7 separate regions of the Mus musculus genome follow, and regions 2, 3, 4, 5, 6 and 7 are each linked to region 1. Evidence: chromatin contacts called from public ChIA-PET, HiChIP or PLAC-seq and promoter capture Hi-C data. All regions are on one chromosome and are shown on one strand. Each heading gives the region's core, a stretch centred on a gene start, on an enhancer-like site or on the middle of the called end of the contact. The rest is flanking DNA. Distances are from core to core; before and after follow the strand shown.

What was found. Promoter capture Hi-C pulls out the DNA fragments that hold promoters and counts their contacts. ChIA-PET counts read pairs in DNA pulled down with a chosen protein or histone mark. HiChIP or PLAC-seq counts read pairs in DNA pulled down with a chosen protein or histone mark.
Region 2: a contact with region 1 is called in an RNA polymerase II ChIA-PET map of memory CD8 T cells, with 16 read pairs. The contact joins the promoter of Aldh4a1 here to the promoter of Otud3 in region 1. A contact is called at or near these places in 1 of 39 promoter capture datasets (pre-B cells), 1 of 484 Hi-C or Micro-C datasets (embryonic stem cells), 1 of 115 datasets of contacts at active chromatin or transcription factors (memory CD8 T cells) and 2 of 9 other capture datasets (adipose tissue and liver).
Region 3: a promoter capture Hi-C map of neural stem cells shows a contact between it and region 1. The contact joins the promoter of Sh2d5 here to the promoter of Otud3 in region 1. A contact is called at or near these places in 2 of 39 promoter capture datasets (hippocampal neurons and neural stem cells) and 1 of 9 other capture datasets (embryonic stem cells).
Region 4: a contact with region 1 is called in a promoter capture Hi-C map of hematopoietic stem and progenitor cells, with 4 times the contacts expected there. The contact joins the promoter of Iffo2 here to the promoter of Otud3 in region 1.
Region 5: a contact with region 1 is called in a promoter capture Hi-C map of embryonic stem cells, with 2.8 times the contacts expected there. The contact joins the promoter of Ddost here to the promoter of Otud3 in region 1. A contact is called at or near these places in 2 of 39 promoter capture datasets (embryonic stem cells and hippocampal neurons), 5 of 115 datasets of contacts at active chromatin or transcription factors (astrocytes, bone marrow-derived macrophages, embryonic stem cells and 2 more) and 1 of 9 other capture datasets (embryonic stem cells).
Region 6: an H3K4me3 HiChIP or PLAC-seq map of craniofacial prominence shows a contact between it and region 1, with 3 times the contacts expected there. The contact joins the promoter of Cda here to the promoter of Otud3 in region 1. A contact is called at or near these places in 2 of 39 promoter capture datasets (embryonic stem cells and hippocampal neurons) and 3 of 115 datasets of contacts at active chromatin or transcription factors (craniofacial prominence, embryonic basal ganglia and pancreatic cancer cells).
Region 7: a contact with region 1 is called in a promoter capture Hi-C map of hippocampal neurons, with 4 times the contacts expected there. The contact joins the promoter of Fam43b here to the promoter of Otud3 in region 1. A contact is called at or near these places in 4 of 39 promoter capture datasets (embryonic stem cells, hippocampal neurons and liver) and 2 of 115 datasets of contacts at active chromatin or transcription factors (embryonic forebrain and embryonic stem cells).

The regions. Positions count from the first base shown.
Region 1 is chr4:138,912,703-138,915,251 of GRCm38.p6, forward strand. Otud3 (OTU domain containing 3) reads right to left here and starts at 1,266. Exons shown (of 8, transcript NM_028453.2): 1 at 908-1,266. The coding sequence starts at 1,125.
Region 2 is chr4:139,621,618-139,624,166 of GRCm38.p6, forward strand. Aldh4a1 (aldehyde dehydrogenase 4 family, member A1) reads left to right here and starts at 1,277. Exons shown (of 15, transcript NM_175438.4): 1 at 1,277-1,580. The coding sequence starts at 1,522.
Region 3 is chr4:138,249,143-138,251,691 of GRCm38.p6, forward strand. Sh2d5 (SH2 domain containing 5) reads left to right here and starts at 1,269. Exons shown (of 10, transcript NM_001099631.1): 1 at 1,269-1,366.
Region 4 is chr4:139,573,441-139,575,989 of GRCm38.p6, forward strand. Iffo2 (intermediate filament family orphan 2) reads left to right here and starts at 1,280. Exons shown (of 9, transcript NM_001205173.1): 1 at 1,280-2,157. The coding sequence starts at 1,508.
Region 5 is chr4:138,303,453-138,306,001 of GRCm38.p6, forward strand. Ddost (dolichyl-di-phosphooligosaccharide-protein glycotransferase) reads left to right here and starts at 1,286. Exons shown (of 11, transcript NM_007838.3): 1 at 1,286-1,586; 2 at 1,703-1,813. The coding sequence starts at 1,427.
Region 6 is chr4:138,366,692-138,369,240 of GRCm38.p6, forward strand. Cda (cytidine deaminase) reads right to left here and starts at 1,264. Exons shown (of 4, transcript NM_028176.1): 1 at 1,099-1,264. The coding sequence starts at 1,252.
Region 7 is chr4:138,395,193-138,397,741 of GRCm38.p6, forward strand. Fam43b (family with sequence similarity 43, member B) reads right to left here and starts at 1,266. Exons shown (of 1, transcript NM_001081672.2): 1 at 1-1,266. The coding sequence starts at 815.

The DNA.
Region 1 (2,549 bases), core at 16-2,515:
GAAGCTCTGAAGGCAGGAGATACAAATGGGGTTAGTTTATTGAGTCTTGATCAATAAAATTCAGCGTAGTGTATCAAATGAAGAAAATACTTTATGTAGTGGGACAGAGGCACACATCTTTAATCCCAGCAGATGGCTATGAGTTTAAGGGCAACCTGGTCTACACAGGGGATTCCCGGCCAGCCCTAAGACTACATAGCGAGACTTTCTCAAGAGGGAAAGATTGGTTTGGTTTTGTTGGGTTTTGTTTTTTGAAACCCTGTCACCCTATAGCCCAGGCAAATCCCCCAGTCTCATTGCCACATCTGCCTTTGTAGACTCCTTAGCTGTATTCCATTCTTCCATGGCTCAACCTGACCATTCCTAGAGGAGAACACACTAACAGTGCCTCTTGCAACAACACACCTAGCAGGCAGGCTCCCTCGGACCTGCTAACCCGTTCCTCTCCCCGTTTCTTTATTCTTTTCCTTCTCTCTCCCCACGTTCCTGGACCCATGTCCCCGTTCCATTAAGTTGCTTCCCCTCGCCTTCCTCCGTTCTGTTTCCAGCTGCTACTCTTGTATCCGGCTCCCAGAAACAGCTGGCCCGGGACTCTCATGCCTTTTACTTGGGGAACCCAAAACGTGGGAAGCAAGCTCTGTGGAAGCTACCTTTAGCTCTCCGCCCTCGATACCCCAGTGCAAAAGTGGGCGAGGACACCCAGGAGGGCCAGCATGACACCGAGCGGGACCTAGGTCCTTTCCCATTCGGCTTCATGACAGCTGCACCTCGAGGTCACCTCTCAGACCCGCTCGGACCCTCGGGGGACCCTGCCGCAGCGTTCCACCAAGCCTGACCCTTGCTTCCCCCTCAGCGACCGGCCCTGCGCATCCCCAGCGCCGCTTCCCGCACTCCCGGCCCGCCTCACCCGTCCCCCGGCACCTCCCGCAGCTTCAGCCCCAGGGCCTGCAGTTGGTTGGCGAAGCTCACAAACTCTTCTTCGCAGCCGCTGCCGCCAGGATCGGGCCGGTTCCGCCGCTCCTTGGCCAGCGCCCGGCGCGCCGCCCGCTCGTCCCGCTTACGCTCCGCCTCGGCTCTGCGGCCGCCGCTGCCCGGCCGGCTCTTCGCCGCTTGCTTTCGGGACATGGCTGCGGCGGCACACGGCTTCGCCGCGGAAGGAGCCGAAGCCGGAGCCGGAGCCGCAGAGCCCGGGGCCGCAGCCTCAGCCGGCCACCGGGCGGAGCGGCGCAGGGGGACGACGCCTGGCGACAGCGGCGCGGCCACTGCGCCGGCGCGGTCGCCTGGCAGCCAGGTCACGTGGTGGTAGCTCCGCCCCCGGGGCGGGGCCAGCAGGCACCATAGAGAAAGATAGGAAGACTAGAGAAGCACCTGTTTTGTTGGTTATTTTCTGCCCCCTCGTGGTGGGTAGTGCTCAGTGAGGCGCAGTGGGACCAGACAGGTCAAGGATGACTGAGGATGTCAGAAGAGAGGCAAGAGCAAAAAAATGCGGAAAAGAAGGAAAGGGTGACCGGGCCTGGTGGCGCACGCCTTTAATCCCAGCACTTGGGAGGCAGAGGCAGGCGAATTTCTGAGTTCGAGGCCAGCCTGGTCTACAGAGTGAGTTCCAGGACAAGGAAAGGATGATAAGGGAATATGTTTGTCTAGAATGCGCTAATCCGCAATCAATTACAAACGCCTGCGTGCGTGCACAGACCCTTTAAAAACTCAGCCTACAGTAGCTAGGGAAATAGCTCAGTCCATATAAGTGCTTGCTCCATATGCCAGGTTCGACCTGAGTTCGGATCTCCATCACCCACTTTAAGAAGGGTAGGCCTGTCAGAGAGCCCCTGTGATCCCATCCCTAAGGAGGAAGAGACAGCCCACTGCACTCACTGCCAGGCAGTTTAGCCAATCAGTGAGCTACAAGTTGGCTTACACTTCAAGATCAGCATCCATCCTTGGAGGCCATCAGGACAGGAACTCAAGCAGGTCTAAAACCCCCGAGGCAGGAGCTGATGCAGAGGCCATGGAGGGCGCTGCTTACTGGCTTGCTTCCCCTGACTTGCTCAGTGTTATGTTTTATAAAACGGCAGTATAATGTGGCGGCAGGAGAACCTCAGCAGGCCCATTCCTCTGAGGACTCACCACCATACGACAGGCCTAGAACAAAAGGAAGTTTATCGAGGGAAGGGAAGGGAACCTGGAAAAGGAGTAGAGGCAGAGAAAGGAGGGGGACAGAGAAGGACAGAAAGAGAAGAGAGAAACAGAGGTAGGGTCCAGTCAGGGATATGAGAGAGAGAGATTATGGTTAACAGTGGTCTTCAAACCTGGCAGGGAGAAACGCAAGCTGTTGCTAGGTAACTGTTGGGCAGAGCCTAAAGGAATTGACAACACGCAGCCTGCTTTCTTATAGAACCCAGGACTACACGCTTAGGGATGGCACCACCCATAATGGGCTGGGCCCTCCCCCATTGATCACTAATTAAGAAAAGCTCTACAGCCAGATCTCATGGAGACACTTCCTCAACTGAGGAAGCCAAATAGGCCATTTCCTCCCCAACTTCCTTTTC
Region 2 (2,549 bases), core at 27-2,526, 710 kb after region 1:
ATGCACTACCACTGCACAGCTACTTGGGCAAAAAAAATTCTTAATTTGTGATTGATGTGGGAGGGCCCAGCCTATTCTAGGTAGTCCAACCCCTGGACTGGCGGTCCACCTGTAAGGCTGAGCAAGCCAGTAAGCAGCGTCCCTCCACGGCTTCTGCATCAGCTCCTGCCTCCAGGTTCCTGCCTCAGTGATGAGCTGAAAATTTGCACACGTAAACCTTTAACTCCCCACTTGCTTTTTGGTCATGGTGTTTTGAGGCGAATCTGCCCAGTGTGGTATCAAATTAGAACCAGAGGGACCCCAAAGTAAATGCCCTGGTTACATTGTCAAAGACAGAGAAACACGTTGAAGCAGGACTGTGGTGGTGCAGGCCTTTAATCCCAGCACTCTGGAGGCAGACCTGCGGGTGGATCTCTGTAAATTCAGGGCCTGGTCTATAGAGCCAGTTCCAGGATAGCCAAGGCTACACAGAGAAACCCTGTCTGAAAAAGTAAAACCAAGCCAAAAAAAAAAAATTAAAAAAATTAAACAAAAACAAAACCCAAAGAGAATAAAGTAAGAAAACCCATACCAGTATCTTAGGAATACAGTGGTTCCCTAAGGCATCATTCTAAGAGCAGGTTTCGGAAGCTGTTTTAATACGTTCGAGTATTCATCAAACAACGTCTCATGAAGAAAACTGAAAATTTTAACCACGGGGCAGAGGGACAGAGGGACAGAGGCAGGAACAACTGGTTTTTGTGGCTAGAGGCTTTTAAGAAAAGGAAGAAATAAAGAAAATTAAAACGAAGAACGTTAAGTTCAGGCCCGCTAGGGTTTTATCTCATTCTGATTCCAATCTGGAAGGAAGCAAGCCCAGGCTTGGCCCTGAGCCAGGCTGGGAGATGGAGGGCAGATCAGGCTCCATGCACGGTGGCAGCCCCCGGGGAGGTGGCAGGGAGCTGGCCTTGGTGTGGCTCGGCGGGCCCGGGCAGAGTTGTAGCCTGCAGATGTCCAGCCTTCCAGCCACCAAGTGTTGGGGACCCAAGTAGCACCTGTCGCGTCGACCGGGTCCCCCCCCCCCCCCCCCCCCGGCCACTTCTACTACTGAGCACGCGCTCTGTGCAGGATCTGTCATTGGCTCCTGCAACTCTCCAGCCCTGCCTAAGAAGGCTGCAGCTTGCCTGTCCTGCTGATTGGCCTGGAGGCTTTCATGCGAGACTCTGATTGGTCAGTGAGGCTCACGCCCTCTCTCCTTGGGTCATACCATAAGGAGAGGAGACGAGGAGAAGAGAGTATCATTTCAGGGCTTTTCTGCTGCATTCTCTTGACCCGCAGTCCACAGTAGCAATTTTGATGTTAAATACAGCTGATGTTTATTGACAGAGGGGGAAGGGTACCCGAGGAGGGGCCCCGAAGGAGGTGGACCGGGCGATGCTGCGCCTCCCGCAGAGGTAGTGCGCTCCGGGCTTGTCTAGTCCAGCCCGGTGGGGCTGACTCTGAGCTTCCCACAGCTGCGCAAGACTGTTAAGAGTCTCCGCGATGCTGCCGCTGCCGTCGCTCCGCCGATCCCTGCTGTCCCATGCCTGGAGGGGCGCTGGGTGAGTGAACCCCTCTGCTGCCTGAGTCCTGAGAGCCGTGGACAGATCCCACTCTGTGGGTCCTCCAGGTTGCAGCCATTATCTCCAGGGTCCCTATGGCTCCCCTAAGTGCGCGCCGGGTCGCGACCTGCAGAGCCACTCTCCCATGGAGAACCTGTGGCGCCTTACCAGGTCTCTCTAGAGCAGTGGTTCTTAACAAATGCTGTGACCCTTTCCTCTTGGTGTGGTGACTCCCCAACCGAAAAATTATGCCACTTCATAACCGTATTTTGCTACTGTTATAAATCGTCATGTAAATATCTAATATGCAGAATAGCTGATATGCGACCCCTGTGAAAGGATCGCTCGGGGTGGCGACCTACAGGTTGCAAACCAATGTCCTAGATGGCCAGTTTTCCTATCCAAGGAACCCCAGGGAGGGTGTGGCGTCCGGATTTGTGCCCACGCCCCCTTCCTACACCCCTCTTTCTCCTAACGCTGTATATTTCAAATTTGCTGATTCTCCCAGACCTTGGCCGGCCCTGTGTTCCCATTCTGGAGCCTTCCGACACTCCCAGGGACCTCTCCACCCCACTCCCTTTTTGTTCAATATTGGGCTTTTGTTTTACGGTGGGTGCCATAATGACTTTTATAACGTGTGATGCGGCTCTGCGTGGCATGGGGCTCATTTTGAGGTTTGCCTAAATCCATTCAGACAAGTTCCTTAATAAATCACCGGGAGGCAGAGGCAGGCAGGTCACTGAGTGCAAGGCCAGCTTGTTCTGCAAGAGCAGGTTCGAGGAGGGTCAGGGATACACGAGAAACCCTGTCTCAAAAACAAACAAACAAACAAACAAACAAACAAACGTAATGAAGAGACAGGTAAGCCCTAGGGCAGAGAGCTGCTTGCTTTCAGCCAGAATCCTGGCTGCCTTAGTGATGTGTTCCAATATCCTGCCCCAGTATGGCTCACGGCCTGTTTGAACTTGG
Region 3 (2,549 bases), core at 19-2,518, 660 kb before region 1:
TTTTATTCTATAAAAAGTGCATTTTATTTAAAAATAAAATAAACTAAGATGAAGTAAGGAGCTTTAAATATTTCTTTTTAAGAGTTAGGAGGGAGCCTTTTCGTTTTTATGTATCCTGAGTTGCCCGTTTGGTGAACTGAGCTTGCCCCCCCCCTCCCCCCCGTTGCTCCTTCACTGTCCAGGCCTGGAGACTGTTAGGGAGATTCCTTACCATTCTGCACAGGGGAATTGCCAAAGGTCACAGACAAAAGAAATTCAAAATAGCATCGGTATTTACTGACCCTTCACTTACCAGGTCAGTGTCCCTGTCAGGCCTTCCAGTTCTCACCTGGCTGAGTCAGGGGTGGTAATGGCTATGGGAGAGGCCCTGGAGGATTAACATGATTAAAGTGTTAATCTAAGTCCCACTGGGGAGAGAGAAGTGCCTGGTTGTGGGCAACAATCACACCTTATTGTTGCCTCTGGAAAGGTGTTAGGAGCTCTGCAGAGACAAGGGATGCCCAGAGCCGTGCCCTGCGCACTCTGCACTGCACCTGGGAACTCCCCTGAGGCTGCAGATTCAGGTCCACCTTCTCGCGGGCTCTGTCATCTGTCTTGGTGTCCCTCCCTGGGTCTGAACCCTTATGTCCTGGATTTCTGCGGTGTGCCACACGGGCAGTTTCTGATGCGTTCTCTCTGCAGATTTCGGGTTTAATACACACCACGCGCTTGCCTGGCTCGGATTTGCGATTTATTTGGGCCACCTACTGCGCTCCTCACCTAATGGGATCAGAAGAGCTCGCCCTCTCGGCTCTGTGCGCGCGCTGGCTAAATTCACTCACCATTTCCCCATCTAAGTGGATTTCCGTGAGGCCGGAAGGACAAGAGTCACCACTCCTGCTGGACCCCAGCTGAGCGGTCCAATCAATCTCCACCCAGTAAGTGGATTCATGCCACCAAGTCCTCTGCCATTTGCGTGTGAAGGGGTGGGTCTGCAAGGTCATTGAGCGACCGTGCAGACCTAGTGGAGTAGCTAGGTCTGCCCCGAGGAGCAGACGAGTAGCGAGGCCCTGAGCTCACCGAGTCTGGACAGCTTCGTGGAGGAAGAGCGACAAGGAGGAGCCAACCCAGGTCGCAGCGTGGGCGGAGCCAGGTACCCTCGCAGCCTCTGATTGGGCGGCACGGCGGAGCGGAGCGGCTCCGATTGGCTGGTGAGGCCGGCGCCGCGGCCAGGTGATGCCCAAGGGGTCGGATCCCAGGGCCACGTGGGGGGCGCGCGGCGCGGGGGCGGGGGCGTGTGCGGGGGTGGGGCGGGCCCCGCGCTGGGTAGGAGCAGAAGCTGCGGGAAACGGAGCTGTGAGACCTGCCAGGAGGCGCGGTAGCGGTGGTGAGTGCTCCTGGGAACCCTCCGGGGGCTGGGCCGAAGCCGGGAGGGTCTTCCCAGAGCGAGCCGCACCCCCACTTCCCTCCGCCGGCAGTTGCCATCACCTCAGTCCCCGTCACCATACCTCCCTTTCTGGCGCCGGGGCACCTGTGCCCCTCCGAGAACCTAGCGCTGCGTGGGGATGGTGACGCTTGCGAGATCGCTGTCTGCGCTCGCACGCGCTCCGCACCTCCGCTCGCGATCCTTTCCGCGTCTTCCCTATCCAGCCTTGTGTACTCCCCGCGACCAGATAGATTTCGGGAAGAACAGAGGCTGATGAACAGACCCAGGAGGTGGCTGCCTTCGCGGTCCCCTTCACAACTGAGGAACTGGAAGCTGGCAGGCCAAGGTCACATCAGCCAAACCTGCTGAACCCCAGTCCAGTCCCTTGTTGCGCGGGTCCAGGGCCTGTGGAGATGGTAGCAGAAGTGTGCTGGGCTGGGAGCCCAGCCTTTCTAAACAGTTCCATACCTAGCGCCTGAGTTGTTGCAGCTATGAGGCTACTACTGGCTACTTCTGCACAGATACAGACCCAGTGTATACCAAGGATGGATGCCTGCTTGGGGGCCCCATAGACTGTAAGCAGAAGGGTACTGCCTAGCCTCGGCAGAGAGTCCTGGGTTTGCCAGCTCTCCATCCTGTGATGTGTGCCTTTAGTCCAGTAGCTGGGGTCTGCAGGCTTGGGAGTCTCCCAAGTACCCTGAATGGATAGATTGTTGAGTTTTATGGTGCACAGGGCCCTGTGATTGGACGTGAAGTATAGAGTTAACATAGCCAGTCTCCTGCTCCTAAGGAGAACACCCCCCCCCGCCCTCTGGAAAATAGAAGCCCGTATGTGCCTCTGTAGGTATGACCTGGCCGCAGCAGACAAACCCCTGTGGGAAACTTTTTTTTTGGTTCAAAGAGATGAGTTGGGTGTGTGGTCGTTTTCAGGGTTTCAATGAACCCTGGTGACCTCCTTGGTCTAAGGCAGGATCAGACTGGAAGAGGGGCACACAGTTCCTGTTTCTGGGGAGGCTAAATATAAGGAGGCTGGGGACGACGGCCAGGTGCTTGGAGGATGCTGTCCACCCGCCTTCTCTCCCCCCCCCCCCCCCCCCGCTTCTATATGCCCCTTTCCCCCACAGAGGACTGGGCAAGCTGGTGT
Region 4 (2,549 bases), core at 30-2,529, 660 kb after region 1:
AAGGTGGGGTCCTTCCCTTAGGAAGTTTGTGGTGAGGACCAAAGGCCAGCAGCTCGGAAGGCTGGGTAGAGTGTGTTTTGAGGTGGTGGTAAAGCTCAGGTCTCAGCGACCTTCTCTGTAAAATGAGGATAATACTTAAATAGGTGCCTGCTGTGAGCTAATGCTTGCAGTGGGTACAGGAGACACTTGGAGATCGCAGGGAATACTGGTTTTTAGGGTGGTAGGTGTGAAGGATAGATGGCTGAAAGGACGGAAGATGGATGGGTCCAAATAAGTGTCCTCCAAATAGGTGGTACTCCATATTGCAGCAAGGCATTCGGGAGAATTGATGGATAGACAGACCCTCTGCTCTCAGGGCTCAGCTACAGCGCCGACTGTGACAATGTGGTGATAGGTGACAGGAGATGGTTAGTCAGGGTTGTGAGGACAAGCATGTTGGGAGGCTCATTGCTTTCTCTTCCCCAGCTTGTCTCACATCCCCGCTTCTGGGTTTGCCGTGGACTAGCAGGCTCAAAGGCTGCGAGAAGCCCTGATCCTGCCTGGTAGGGGACAGGAAGGCGACCAAGGCCTCCGGAGGCTGGAGTAGGGGAGCTGGTTTTCATGCATCTTCGCACACTATGGTTGCCAGACCTTTGCAGGCCACAGTCACCCGCATGCCTGAGAATCTGGGGCAGGGAAATTTGGGACACGGAGGAAGGGCAAGCAGGTAGTCAAGCCCGCCTGGCACACTTGGTAGTGGAGGTCTCCACAGGCTGTCCACCTTTTCAAGAGGCTGCGGTGCCCGGCTCTGCCGCGTTCCCGGGTACAGTTTCGCATTCAGACTGCGTTAGATTATCTGAACCCCGCTAGGCCTGCAGCGCCGCACGCAGGCGAGGGTTTTCTGGGCCGTTGCTGGGCGGAGCTTGAGCTGTAGTCGAAAGGCTCCTCGCAGACGAGTGGCGCAGCTTGTGGGTGGGCGGAGCCCAAGGGCCGATAGGCGTGGCCGGGGCTGGAGACCTAGGAGCCGAGTCTCAGCGGGTGAAATCGCTGCAATGGGTTGAGGGGCGTGGCCTATGTCCGCAGAGGGCGGTCCAGGCTAGGGAGGAAGGCCTTCGCCTATAGAGGGCGGGCCGGGAAGGGCAGAGAGCAGCTAGGCAGGGGGTGTGGTCTGTGTCTGCAGAGGGCGGGCCCTGGAGGCGTGGTCTGTGCCTGCAGAGGGCGGGGCTCGCCGCAGAGGGGGCAGCGCCGGCTGAGAGTCCTCTGCGAGCCGCTGCTGCGGCCGGTCCACAGCAGCTCTGACAGTCGCGGCGCAGGCACCGGACCCCTCACCAGCCCCACGCAGCCACCGCGACCTCCAGCTCGTCCCACCATCTCTCCCGACGCAGCGGAGCCGCATCTGGCACCTAACACCACCCCGGCCGCTCTGGAGCCCGCGCCCGCCCTGGCCCGGCCGCGCCGGGAGCCCGGCCCCGAGCTGGAGCCGCATCTGGAGCCACGGGCCCGGGGCCCTGAGCCACGCAGCCGGCGCATGGTTAACTCGCTGCTGTTCGGAGAGATGGCCTTGGCCTTCGGCTGCCCGCCGGGGGGCGGCGGCTGCGCAGGCGGCGGCGGGGGTGGCGGGGCCGGGCCGGGGCCCTCGCCCGTAACGGCGGCGCTGCGGGACGATCTGGGTTCCAACATCCACCTCCTCAAGGGGCTCAACGTGCGTTTCCGCTGCTTCTTGGCCAAGGTGCACGAGCTGGAGCGGCGCAACCGGCTCCTGGAGAAACAGCTGGAGCAGCAGCAGAGCGAGCGCGATCGGCGGCTGCGCTACAAGACCTTCTCCCGCGAGCAGGCCGTGCAGACCGGGCCCGAGCTGCTGCGGCCGTCGGCTGCGGGAAGCGGGCAGGCCCTCGGCGCGGCCACCGGCGTCAACGCCAACGCGGTGGCCCTGGGCGGCCTGCCCCCCGGCGGCGGCTCGCACCCGCAGCACTACGGTCGCCTGCCCGGGACCATCTGGAGCTACACGCAGGTGCGGCGCACGGGAGGCGGTGGCGTGGAGACTGTGCAGGGCCCCGGCGTGTCGTGGGTACACCCGGACGGCGTAGGCGTGCAGATCGACACCATCACGCCAGAGATCCGCGCTCTCTACAACGTGCTGGCCAAGGTGAAGCGCGAGCGTGACGAGTACAAACGGAGGTGAGTGGACGCGCCCCTCCTCCGCCGCTCTCAGAACCGGCAGCAGGGCCTGGCATATGGGCTGCGAACTGCGGGAGGACTAGGTCATCTAAATCCGCGAACGAGCGCAGGGAGCGCGGGATACCTGGGCGCCGACCCCTGGGGCCAGGCACATTGTTTCCCAGGGACGTAATAACCAGCGGATTTGTGGTGATCTCATTCTGTCCACATGACAGTGCGGTGTGAGGCAGCCTTGTCCCCATACTGCAGATGAGGAAACTGAGGTGAAGAGGTACCAAGTGTCTTGCTCAAGGCAGCTTGGCTAATCCGCGGTGAAAGTCAAGACTTGATCCTTTGATGGAAGTCATGGCTGGTGTGTCTCCTAGCCTAGGTATTCCCCGAGATGTTGGTGG
Region 5 (2,549 bases), core at 36-2,535, 610 kb before region 1:
TAATTATTATATGGAGACGGTCACATCCAGCTGGCCTGGGACTTGCATGTAGCTGAGGACAACTTTGCACTAATTATCCTGATGTTTGTATCTCGAGTGCTGAGGTTACAGCTGCCAGCTGCCATGCCTAGTTTTCTATGATACTGGGCATCAAACCCAGGCCTTCCTGCAATCTAGATAATGCATGCATCTTACCCACTGAAGTACACATCCCTAGACCTCTACGTTTTATTTCTGTCCTGAATCTTGGGTTGGTGTGTGTGTGTGTGTGTCAGAAGACAACTTGCAGAAGGCCGTTCTCTCCTTCCACCGTCTGGGGCCCAGGGATTGAACTCACGACGTCAGTCTTGGTGGCAAACAAGCACCTTTATCAGCTGAACCATCTTGCTGGCACCCCATGTTGGCTTATAGACAATTCCGCTAGGCACCACGCAGCAGCTTGGGTAGCCGCCAGCCAGGTGCGAGCCAGGCGTGTAAGGACTCCTCTCGGCTAACCTGCCTCTCTCCCTATCTCCTATTCTCTCCTCTCTCCCCCCAGATGTTCTCAGCTGGCCTCTTCTCTACCATTCTCTGTTCCCCTTTTCGGTCTCTACCCCGTCCCAAGTCCCCTTCCCTTCCACCGACGATAAATCGTCTTTACACTAGGTCTGTCGCGTGGCTTGATTGTTCAGGGGATCACCTTGGCCGGCCAGCCAAGTTGCTCCCTCCCGCCGCATTATACCAGCTCTCAATATGTGACCCCAGCAGGCCTGGACTCACTATGTGGACCAGGCTGGCCTCGAAGTCACAAAGATCTGCCTCTGCCTCCCACTCGAGTGCTGAAATTAAAAGCACGAGCCACCAATCCTGGTTGTGAAGAGCCTTTTGATCACTAACCTTCTCCTTGGCCATCCACCCTGTTTCGGGCCTGGCCAGAGCCTATTTCCCCACCTCATTGCTCTCAAGAGATAAGGGCCTGCTTCCGAGCCCGTTAGACTAGCGACAGGCGAGGAATTCACCCCTATCTGGTCCTGGTAATGACAACTGCGTCCTGGGGGAAAAGGGGCGGCTGCCTAGGAAACGGAAAATCTGGAGACGCTAGAGGAGAGTTTGAGAGATGTGGCGGGAGCTAGCCTGGGCGGAGGCAAAGGGCGCCCGGCTTTGTTGATTGGCAGCAGCTACGGAGCTGTCTCTCTTGGATTGGCCCTTTTCCATGGGGGAGGCGGAGCCTCAAGTGCGTTTCGCCAATAAGGTACAGAGACTCGGCCTCCGGAGGGCCACTTCCGGTGGCGTTCCCTGCTTCTTGGTCCGTCCCCGCAGCGGCGTGGGCCGCGGGGCCACGGAGTACCCGGACCGCTTCCAAGTGGTACTCCGCCGCTGCGAGCGGCCATTGGGCGGCCGCGAGGGACGCTTCCGGTGCCCAGGTGCTGGCCTGGGCTGCTGGGAGATGAAGATGGATCCCCGCCTCGCCGTCCGCGCCTGGCCCCTCTGCGGGCTGCTGCTGGCCGTGCTCGGCTGCGTCTGCGCCAGCGGCCCCCGCACCCTCGTGCTGCTGGACAACCTGAACGTGCGGGACACGCACTCGCTGTTCTTCCGCAGCCTGAAGGGTGAGCGCCGAGCAGAGCCGAGGGAATGGCCCGGGTTGGGGCGGAGACGGCAGCCCCCTCCGAGGGCTGCAGCAGGGATTCCTCTCCTGACCGGGTTCCGGGTTTCTTTCCTCCAGACCGGGGCTTTGAGCTCACCTTCAAGACCGCAGATGACCCCAGCTTGTCCCTCATTAAGTACGGGGAGTTCCTCTATGACAACCTTATCATCTTTTCCCCGTCGGTGGAAGGTAAGGGCGCGCGTCGCCCCTCGAAATGGGATTGGGGGGGCTCAGGAGACGGCTGTCTTCTTGTTCCTGGGCATGTTCTGGGTCTTGGGGTGAGTTTCGAAGTATAGTAGAGGAAAATGTTAATTGCAGCTTGGGCCTCGGAGATTTCATCCGTCAAAAAGATACAGCTAAGGATAGAGTGCCAAATGTCACCCGTAGACATTTCGCTTCTGGAGAAGGGGGTTTTCTCTAACAAGGGTCCTGATAAAGAAACTCTTGATTTGACTTGCTTGTGTACAAAGATTTGTCACATTATTAACATGGATTGCTGTAAAAAGTCATTCTGCAGGTCATAAGAATACAAATAGATACATACCCATCAACCCTTAAGGCCTGATGGATGTGTTTTGGCTGACCAACACAAGGCTAGTTGGTATTGGGGGTGGTGGGAAATATGCATGTATGTGAGGTTGTGCACACTTCTGTGGACGTGTAGAATCGGGTCACCTACTCTGTCACACTCCTCACTCCCTTAAGCCAGGGTCTCTCACTGAACCTGAAGCTTGCCATTTTGACTAAGCAGGCTGGACAGTGAGCTCTCAGATCAGTCTCTGCCTCCTGATGCTTGGGTAATAGGCACCGCTTGTCATTCCCAGCCCTTACTGGAGACTTGAACCCAGTGACCGACCTGTGGCTGCCTGCTAAGCCATCTCACCAGCCCTCAGAGACTACTGAATGGAGTGAAGATCTGTAACTT
Region 6 (2,549 bases), core at 14-2,513, 550 kb before region 1:
TATCTGTACTTCGACCTGTTGTGGGCTCCCTCTCTGGGGTGAGTAGACTTGTGTTGCATCTCCCCAGGGAAGGTTTTGTCACACAGCTGGGTGATTCATGAAGCTCACAGAGGCTCAGTCAACAAGGCATACGAATGGGCACTGTAGTTGTCACCTGTCCACACCATGTCCCAACTGAACATGTCCTTAAGTTTACCAAGCTCCCTTCTTTCCTCCTCCTTTCTCCTTCCTTCCCTCCTCCCTTCCCTTCCTTCTTCCCTTCCCCCTCCACCCTCCTTTCTTTTCCTTCCCTTCCTCCCTCCTCTCCTCCCTCCTCCTTCCTTCCCTCCCTCCTCCCCTTCTTCCTCCCTCTCTTCCTCCTTCCCTCCCTTCTCCTTCTCTACCACTCTCTCCTTCCCTTATTCTCTTTCCCCTCCTTTTGTTCCCCTAAACCCAGACCCTTGTGTGAGCGAGTACCACACCATAGCTGCAGCCCATTCTGGCCTGCTTGAGGGTCTATAAACATGAGCTCAGGGCAGATCCTGTTAACTCAGTAAAGACTGCTGGATTCCCAGACGGTGTCTGGATCCTCTCCTCCAAAAACAAACAAACAAACAAACAAACAACGCTCTGTCTGCCTGATGCCATCCCTCCCCAGCCAATCCCAGCACCCCAGGGTGCAGGAAGGTGGGGCTTTGGGAGGTCCAGCCCTGGGTCCCATCACCAGTGCCTCCTGTAACTTAGGACATGCCTCTGGCCTCAACTTCTTCATCTTAAAATGGGTCTAATATTGGGCAGGAGGTCAGAGAAAGAACTAACGGATGGGAGGTGAATACTGGGCATACAGGACACTCAGTAAGTAATCCGAGTCTCCTGCCATGCAGGTCGTGGACGGTTTTCATTTTGGCTTCTCCCTCTAATCTCACGTGCAAATTCCCTTCCCCACTCCAGACTTCTAAGAACAGAGAGGCACTGTGCAGATAAGCAGTTGAGTGAGCCCACAGCCTCGGTGAGAGCAGGGGAGGAGCAGTGAGGAGGGGACCACGCTGTTTCTCCTCTTCACCTGTACCTGGGCCCCATTCATGCTGCCCCAGAGTGGACTCCGGCGACAGCCCTTACCAGAGAAGATCCTCCCGTCCCCGGTGAGCAGGGCAGCCCCCACAGGGAAGCGGCTGTAGGGGCAGTAGGCTGACTTCTTGGCCTCACGAGAGGACAGCAGCAGCCGCTGGACGTGCTCGGGCTCCACAGCACAGGAGGGGCGTTCCTGGGCCATGTCGGTCCGAGGCGGGTGAGCTGGTCGCTGCAGAGGAGAGGAAACCGGTGCTGGCCGTCTGCCCGCACTGGCCAAGAAGAGGTGGCTCCTCCCCCGGGGTGTGTCCCTGCGCTAGAGGGAGACCTGGAGGCTGGCTCCCAGGCTGGCGGGATGCTGGCCAGGACTTGGCAGCCCAGTGAGTCTCCCAGGGCGGGAGCCCGGAGGATATGGAGTTTACGACTGAGCTGCGGGGGTCCCACGGTGGACCGGTATGTGGTGCCCACCAGTGAGACAGTTTCCTTTAACAACTTCACTCACTGTCAACATAGATCAAGAGTGGGCCACAGGGCGGGTGCCACCTCAGTGGATGGCTGTAGACACAGTCCCAGGGAGGAGGATTCTGGGTGGGTCTGTGTGACACCTGAGGTCAAAGCTCAAAGGATCCTGATTCCTCAGAATATTTAATGGCTTGTTTTTTACACCGAGAGAAGGGTTCAGGCTGAAAGTTCAGAACTTGGGCAACCATGTCAGCGTGCCAAGTTAGAAGGTATGCGAAGCCGAGGAAACGTCTCTGTTTTCAGTAGCTTGGCTTCATTTCCTTCCTGTCCTAACCTAGCCATTAAAACCATCCCAGCTGGAGGGAAACAGGGCCCTCCTTCTTCTTCCCTCCCTTCCTCCCTCGCTTCCTTCCTTCCTTCCTCTTCATGAACCTTGTTGGGTTGGTGGTACCGGAAATGGATTTACACCCTGGCTGTTCTCTTTGTCTTACACACAAATGTTAGTGGGTTCCTTGTCAGACGTCGGCACGTTTGCTGTCTACAGTGGGGGTAGCAACAGACGTGTGGGAGCTTTGGATTAGAGTGGGCTGTGGCTTGGGTTCCAGGTATCTGTTTATTAGCTCTCCCAGGAAGAGCTGCGCTACCTCTCAGAGCCTCAGTTTCCTTATCTACAAAATGGGTGCACAATTGGCAGTCCCTTCCTGTGGTTACCAGACTGAGATGATAATATGGTCCAGGGAGTCTGTGGGGAGAGGATATAGAAGTGGCACATGGGAACACTTCAAACAAACCGGCTTATTGTCCTTAAGTGACTTGGCCAAGTCCATAGAGAGTGGGCCGGATTGCAGCCAGCACAGCCAGACATGTCCAAGTGTCGCCGGATGGTCACCAAGCAGGAGTGAATCAGCAGCTTCTCTGAGGGCTTGTGTGGTGCTGAGGACTGGGAGGAAGAAGGCAGGAGAGAGCAGAGAACGGGGCAGCATCTCCCCACTCCCACCCCCACCCCACCCCACAAGCAGACACCTCTGCCCAATAGTTTA
Region 7 (2,549 bases), core at 16-2,515, 520 kb before region 1:
TCCGCATCCTCCTCCTCATCCTCCTCCTGGATGCTGCTGAGCCGCGGAGCTCCGCGACCGCGCTCGCCCGGCGGAGGCCGGTAAGCGCACTTGGCGTTGAGCAGGCGGCGCAATGGAGCCCGGGGTACCGAGGCGGCGGCGCCCCCCGCACGGAGATGCTGCTGGCGCACGTGGCGCGCATCGCTCTGGCGCTGCAGCCGCTTGAAGTCGCTGAAGGCCGCCAGCGCAGTCTGGTGGAGCAGGCGGGCCAGGGAGCGCGCCTTGTGCGCCCGCGCCAGCAACACAGCGTGGCAGCGCAGCACCACGGCCTTGTGGCGTGCCTGGTGGCGGTAGACCCAGGTGAAGACTCGCGGGTGGCGCCCATCCGCCGCGCAGTAGGTGATGCGCGGCAGCAGGTAGGCGTGCGCCGGTCTGCGGCCCCCCGAAGCCCCGGAGCTGCGTTCGCTCGGCTGCATGCGGATGCCGTGCGGACCCAGGGTCAGTTTCATCTTCGTGCCCCCTCCCGGCCCGCAGCGCGCCCAAATCCTGCCCACAGCGTCGTCGGTGCAGCCGTCGCCCTTGGCATGCAGGGTGACGGCGTTGCCCAGGTACCACACGGTGTAGGTGGGGTCCTCCTTGTTAAGCTCCACTTTCTGGCGCCGGCTGCGGAACACGCGGCCCAGACGCTCCAGCGGCCAGTCCGGTAGCAGGTCCGGGCAGGAGCGCAGGAAGCTGGAGAGCAGCGACGTGTAGGCGAGCCCGGGGCTCAGGCTCTTCGCCTTGCGCTTGGCCTCGTCCTCCACTAGCACGAATTTGTTCCGTCTCCAGGGCAGCATCGCGGCGGCCCAAAGGGCAGGGAGCGCGGGGAAGCTCACTTGGGTCCTGGAAAGGCCAAAGGCGCTCAGAAGCCCACCGCCCAGGACTTGCGACAAGCTGGGCGGCGGCCGAAGACAGTCCTTGTGAGAGATGCCCAGTATCCGGCGGGGCTGGCTTCGCAGATGCCCGGTGCCCAGCCAGGCTGTCCGCTGAGATGCCCGTGCGGCTGCTTGATCGGCTCGGAGCAGCTTCCCCCAGGAATGACTCCAGCCGTCTGGGAAGCAAGGAGGGACAGGGTTTGGAGCAATAAATGTCCCCAAGGCCCGACTATAGGGGCGATTGCCACTGTCCCTGCCGCCGAGTCAGTGGCAGGGACGTCTTTAGAGCAGGGTCTGGTGGTTGCTGGATGAGGTGGACCAAGAGCACCGCTGCGGTGGGGACTCCTTCAGGCGTCGCGACTCCACCTCCCTTGGCTGCCTGCATCACCGGGCGGTACCGCTAGCTCTCTTGTCCCCTCCCTCTCCCCCGCCCCCTCCGCGCAGACTCGCGCTTCCCAAGACCCAGCACAGGCGCGTTGGAACTGTTTTAAGCTTTATCATTGGAAGGATGAAGAATAGAGGGGCAGCGAAGGAACGGGAATCCCCTAAAATATTGCGGAGGGATTTACGAATGTAAATTTCTCCAGCTTCACTGGTGGACTCCGAGTTCCCAGGGAGAGCCCCTTCTCTTTCTAGGGTTCCCGCCTGCTGTCCCTCACCCACAGAGCGTTCCTACCCGCATCTCTCCTCTCTGAAAGCAGAGATTTGGGGTGGGTTCCTGCTGGGGTTTGGTGCCCTTTGCCTCTTCTGTGCACAGCATAAAGCCAGCTGAGGTGGCCGAGAGCAGAGCAGTGGAAAAGTACTGTCTTTTAGTGAAGCTTTCTCCCAGGTTCCTCCAAGGTCGTGGACTAGGCCGCTTCCCCTGAGCTGAGAGACTGACTGGTCGGTCACACCACCACACCAGCAACCGCTGGTGGTCAGGACAGAATAGGGGAGAAGATTCTTGATGGTGGGAAAGGGTTTCCAGAGCAGACCTGAGACTTGTGGGAACTGCAGCAGGGAAGCTCTCCCTCTGGTCACAGTGCAGCCTCTGGCTCTTTGAAGATTAGACAGATAATGTCCTATCTGCAGAGACCGACTTTGGAGTTCCCAAGTGCTTGGCATTCGCGATCTCCTCAAATCCTTCAGACAAGGCAGTTCAGGCTCATGTGGTTGGAAGGAGATGGGTCACTCAGAACCTAGTGACCCCAGAGCTGGCCCTCGCCTTCTCTCTTCCCTCCAACCTTTGGCCATTCTGCATAGAGTCCAGGCACTTGTCTCCATCCTCTGGGGAGGGGCTCTAGAGTCCTGAAAAAACAAACCAAAACCAAACCAACCAAACAAACAAAAACCAGCCCTATGTCAGGACACACAGTTAGTTCTCTGAGTTTAAGCCTCAGGCTTCCAGACTTCCTGGACTGTTCTTATGTGGGCCCCAGGTCCCACGGCTTTAAGGCTCTCTATTGCCAACACGAGTTAAAAGTTGGGTCCTGAGCTGGGCGTGGTGGTACACACCTTTAATCCCAGCACTTGGGAGGCAGAGGCAGGAGGATTTCTGAGTTCGAGGCCAGCCTGGTCTACAAAGTGAGTTCCAGGACAGCCAGGGCTACACAGAGAGACCTTGTCTCGAAAAACCAAAAAAAAAAAAAAGGTGCTGGAGTGATGGCTCAGTGGTGA